Linked DNA regions of Anas platyrhynchos: region 2 is linked to region 1. Evidence: chromatin contacts called from public Hi-C data. All regions are on one chromosome and are shown on one strand. The core of a region is the stretch at or near the end of the contact, and the rest is flanking DNA. Distances in the headings are between cores, read along the strand shown.

Region 1 (2,770 bases), core at 66-2,565:
GTATCAATTGCTTGTTCGTAGCCAATGCATAGATTTATGCAATAAATTCAGTCACTGTACTATGCTGAATTCTGTTAAACTCCCAGTGCTCTGGGGCAGAAGTTGTAGCTTTTCCCTGCCAGGTAGGTGTTTACGAGCCTGGTAGCACCAGAAGCGTTTCTGGAGCCCACAAACATAATTTAGCTGCAGTAATGTGAAATTACTGAGTCTGTCTCGTGCCGACATGTGTTACATGCAATTGTAAAAAGGAAAAAAGTTTAACAGCTTAGCCACAAAGGAATGTTTATATCTGATTACACTAACTGCTAATTTAATGGTAGTTAATCAGTGGCATGTAACACAAGCCAAGCAGCCCAATGGATTTATTGATGAATGGCTTTTAAAATTGTTGTTAGAAAACTGGTGCATTTGTTACATTAAACAAGCGAGTAAAGAGCCCTATGAAACAGTAGCACATTTGCTAAGGGCAAATTTCTGCTTCAGTTACTATGGTTCAAATCCCAGATTTCTCCAAATTCACATTGAACCAAAAGGCCAGTATATGAGCTGCAGGCTCAATCCTGCACAACACAGAAGAAATTCCTTGAGGGTGATATCAGGAGGTGCCACCTAACTGGGACACTGTGAATTTTCAGGCAAAACCAGGAACCACCCTGGAACCTCTTTCGATCTTTACCTAAATTTAGCCTTTTTTTTTTTTTTTTTTAGGCGGGGGAGGGGAAGACTGGGAAAAGACAACACTGAGACTACAACTTGAGGTTTAAATACTGGAGTGGGATTTTTATTCTGCCTGGTATAGGTGTGTCTCTACCCTTGCACACCAGCTACAGGTCTATAAAGTGCAAGGAACATTTTTCCTTCCCCCTGAAGTCCGCAGGCACTGAGAAGTGGATGCAGCACTAACAGCTGCACAACAACATCATCTCACAACGTGTGAGACTGTGTACACATGGGTTGAGGGGGGCTGATTTAGGGGAAAGGAAAAGGAAGGTATGGCCGCCTTATCCCCTCTGGCAAGTATTGATTTGCCTGGATGCACACCTCACCTCCCCAAATCTGACCCACACAGCTGCCACTACCACACAGCTTGTTTTTCTTAGAATGAAATATGAGCGAAGAGAGCCAGCAAAGCAGAGCTGGAAGCAGATCCCCACAGAGTGCATCCAGGCCTGAGATTAAAAAGCTGAGCAAAAGCTTTTAAAGAAGATCAGGCTGAACCTTCTCACTCGCGGGGGCTTCTCTGAGTGGCTGCTGCTCTCTGCTCCCCCCCAGAGCACTGCAGCATCCTGCCTCAGCCTTCTGACCCTTAGGCCAGCTGTAATCATTGGGAGTTTTTACTCCTGACTTGGCTGGGAAGAGGCCAGCTGCCAAGTGAGAGGCATCTGTAAAGGAGTAAAAAGTTTAAAATTATGTCAGTTATTTATTAATGTGAGACAGTTTACTGAATGCTGCCAAAATTTAAGAGCTTCTGTTTCCCTGAGAGCTTCAGTTCCTTCTTGTGTAACTGTCAGGAGCGTGTCCAACATTGCCTATTTCATGAATAATTTTCTTTTATTATTTAACTGGCAGATTTCAAAGGCAGGCAAAGAAAAAAATAACTACTACATTTGGGCAGACCTGGCAAATGAGGTGCCTCATGACCCAGTGTTGTAACTACGGGGTATTCAAGTAAGGTTCAAGTGAAACATAAAACCCAGCCAAAACTTTGATACCGTATTAAATTCACCCCGATGATATTATTGCAGGGAAAACAGACTAACTAGCATGGCAGTAATTTATTTTTCAGAATTAAGTGTGAGCCAACCCGTAGAGGAGGCAGTTCATTAAACCACCTCTCAGCTTGATGGCGAGCACGGGGAGCCCCAGTAGACCTCCAGTTCTTGATAAAAATAGTATCAGCTATGCTAAACCAGTTGCTCTGTTAATAAAAATCTGTCATTAACGTTATGACTCATCTGATCCTGCATGCCACAGGTATAGAAATGCACATCTGGAAGTGACAAACAAGATAGAGGAGGCAAAGAGAAATTAGATTTGGCAGGCATGAGAACATTACCATAGAGTTTCCAAGTGGCCCTCTCCTGGTGGCAGGGTTGGGCACAAGAAGTAGTCCATTTCTGTGTTGAAGGAAAAAAAAAACACACACAAAAAAAAAAAAACACACACACAACTACACCCACAGGAGATACCTATTCTCTTCACCAGCTCTTAAGAAGGCATAGGTGACTAGGCTTTAGCTAGTTGAGCTGACCAGCAGTAGGGGCAATAATCCTCTTTTGGGTGGGTATTGCTCAAACCCATGTCCTTTTCCTCTGCACTCCTTCCTAGGGCCACAGTTGGGAAAGCACAGGCAGCTGAGGCCCAGAACTGAAAGTCAAAATTCATTTGGAATTAAGAGTCAAACACAAAAAGAACTGATGAGGTGAGTGAAAGATATATAGAACTAAAGATTTAAGTATCAAGACTGCATTTTCCAGAAACAGTAAGAGATTTCTGATTTCCCAGAATCACTTAGAAGAGAAAAACTCAAGCATAGGCATCTCTCCATTTAGCTAGGGATCTGGAGCCAGCTACATCCTGAGTAAAACACACTGCAAATCTGTATTTGCAGCTGAAATAGACCAGTTAAGTGCTTACCAACATGTCCTTTGCATCCCCTGTAGATGGAGACAAACATCAGCTTGGACTGCATGCTTTCTCCTCCACCCTTCCCCATCATTTACCATTCACGATGTGCCAGGCTAATTCCCCATGATGTGTATTTTTGAAC
Region 2 (2,805 bases), core at 107-2,606, 170 kb after region 1:
TAAGATTTGAAACTGAAGTTAAAAGCATAGTAAAGATACAAATTCCTGCTAATCTGAAACTTTCTCTTTCTCACCTTGTCATAAAAGCCCTTTGTGCCTGTAACCACAGTCCCTTATCTATCCTCCAGACTCAGCCAAAAGGAAGCTGACACCTCATCAGAAGATATCTAGGGAGAATGGTACTACTCGAATCCTACTTCTATCTTCAGAATGATATTTTAGTCTTCAAGGGATGGCAAAGGATTTCCACAAGCAGATGGATCAGCAGAAAATGTAACTGAACAGCTCATAAACAACATGTCCTTCTCATAACCAGCTAGTTGGTTTTCTGTTTCATGTTCTTACTTTTAAGTACACAGCTGTAACTGTGTCTTTGTCTAATACCTATAAATTTCATTTCCCTAGCTGCTACCCTGGAATTAGAACAGCTTTAAGTAACCATCATAAATGAACATAGGTTTTCACTACATGACCAATATTACTCTTTTTCTGCTGTGATAGTTTCTTAACTTTACATTATTAAATGTTAGTTTTCCCACTTAGAAGAATCTAAGCTCTATAGCCTAAGAGATCAGAGTAGATAATGTCAGTCACTGCTGAATGGAAGAGAGACAACCCTACCTAGGTACTGCGTGGTAGAAACCTGCAATGTGTGTAGGACTTTGCAGAGTAAGATTTAGCAGGCACCAGTTACGTTGCTGTAAAAAATACCCTTTTTCAGTGAAAACATACGCATAGCCCTTTCTTTCCTGCTTCCTAGTTTTTTAGCTATATTCCATTTTTCCAAATGTTTACATAGTATTTCTGCAAAATAAATCTTGGACTTTAAAGATTTTTTTGCTCAGTCATTGCCTTTGACTACTTGTTATATCAGGGTGCACCTTTGATACTCCTTTATTGTTTTTTGTTCCAAGACAAACAGTTCAGCAGGGGACCAGGTAATGGTGAATAAAGAAAAATGCAAAATGAATGGCATATAATAATGTTCTTTATCCAAGAACATCTTTTATTGCACATGCCACAGTCATTAAATATAATGTTCTCTTCTCCCAGTACTTAAGAAAAAATGAGTCTTGGAGTCAGCAAACCATCCAAAGATGTGCCTACCTTTAAGCCTGTAGAAAGTTTTAGAAATGTTAACTGGAGTAGTTGTATGCCTGCAGTTAAGCATCCCTAGAAATATTTCACTGACTTCTGAGCCAAAATGTGTTTGCATTATAGTTTGGGAATAGCAAAGGACAGAGAACAAAAGGAAGAGTTATTCAGAATTTGGACAAATAACTGTAAATACATCTTTTGGTGTTATTAAGCCAATATTGGCTCTGTTCAGAATTCACTGACTGAACACGCAGTCCTAATAATCACAGCTGAAAAACACAGACCATGGACGTTTATTGATTTAGACAAGATCACTCCTCACAGGAGAGAGTGCCTCTAGTTTTACAGACCTTTTAATTCCCTGTACACCATTCCTTTCCCTTTTACAAATCTCCTGCTGTGAAACTCTAATGCACTCTTGAGACACTAGAAATCATGGAACTAACCCTGTAAATTGTCCATCAGCCAAAAGAGGAAGCAACTCCCAGAATCAAGGAGTTCAGTTCATGTTATCCACGTTATGTTTTTGTTCAGAGCATAAACCATATACCACCACATACTGCCAGAATCTGAAATGCTGTTGCAATGCAGATAATACCTACAGATTGTTGTTTTTATTGGTGTTATTCTTTTGCCACATCTCCCCCAAAAAACATAGGTACCTAATATCTAATGCATCTACTGGCCAAAAACGTCATTTCTTATTTTAAGCAAATCCAACATTCCATGCAAATGGAAGTAATTTCTGCAGTACAGAAAGTCCTTTCAGAAAATGCTGAACTGATTAGTATTATGGAAAAGTGGAACTAATTACTATAGTGATATAACAAAAAAACAAAGCTAGAAATTAAAGCCATCCAATTCTTGCAAAAAAATAATGGCCAATTTCCCACACATAGAGCCTTTATGAACATTCATTAAAAGGCAAAAGCAAGATAATCACATATCCCCTACCTAACCCATAAATGCAGGCCTCTGCACATCTTTAAGAAACAGGAGTATATAGAAGAGCTTACACAAAAGTTTCATGCCAAGGCTTGGTTGCTGTTCAGAAACTCACCAAAAGGGCTAGTTTACTCCCTAAAAATTAGGTTTGATAGCACAAAACCTTATCTGGCAGTCAAGCCCCATGCAAGCCTGAGGCAGAGACCTTTCACTGGCCCTTCTCTCCATGGTAAATTTCACCTTTGGAAAAGGGAGGCCATGGGCTTGTCTGAACAACATGTGCCCCTTTTTTGAAGGAACACCGTCAAGGCTGAGAGGCCAACTCATTAACCTATCCCCCAGCAGTCCCATCTGGATGGTCTTATCTGTAGGAATTCAGTCGTTCATTTATTTTTTCAACCACCATTTGTGACAGAGTTTCTTAAAAAGCAGACTCATGACTTATTATTAGCACATGGGCAGGTCAGCACACAGGTTTATTTGCTGTTAACCAACTTCCTACCATGCTGTGTTTAAAACCTCCAAAGGGACTCTGAATAGGTTGTAAATGTAGGAGGTTGAATTCTTCAAGGTAAGAACTTATGATGGTACCACGGTCAAAGCAAGTCATATTTTGCTCTGATAACCCATGAAAATTGCTATGTAAAGACATATTGCTCATACACGTTAACTTCTGACAATTCCCTTTTTAAAGGCACTTTGATAACCAACCTGTAACCCTTCAGCTGTACCACTTAGGAACATAAGCAAATACTGAGCTTT

Evidence for each region. A called contact is a pair of places that touch in the nucleus more often than the background predicts.
Region 2: a Hi-C map of subcutaneous adipose tissue shows a contact between it and region 1, with 2.2 times the contacts expected there. The contact joins two enhancer-like sites. A contact is called at or near these places in 2 of 8 Hi-C or Micro-C datasets (skeletal muscle and subcutaneous adipose tissue).

What each region holds. Positions count from the first base shown.
Region 1 is chr3:42,834,301-42,837,070 of IASCAAS_PekinDuck_T2T, forward strand. The region is part of intron 9 of LOC110351925 (a long non-coding RNA gene); the gene reads right to left. Among named protein-coding and RNA genes, the nearest start is that of PKDCC, 21 kb to the left of the region's middle. Within about 2 kb of position 1,316, at least 1 of the 8 cell types and tissues checked has an H3K27ac peak or open chromatin away from gene starts, as enhancers often do. A contact at or near this core is called in subcutaneous adipose tissue, where this site is marked.
Region 2 is chr3:43,003,680-43,006,484 of IASCAAS_PekinDuck_T2T, forward strand. All of the region lies in intron 2 of LOC110351925 (a long non-coding RNA gene), which reads right to left. Among named protein-coding and RNA genes, the nearest start is that of BICRAL, 87 kb to the right of the region's middle. Within about 2 kb of position 1,357, at least 1 of the 8 cell types and tissues checked has an H3K27ac peak or open chromatin away from gene starts, as enhancers often do. A contact at or near this core is called in subcutaneous adipose tissue, where this site is marked.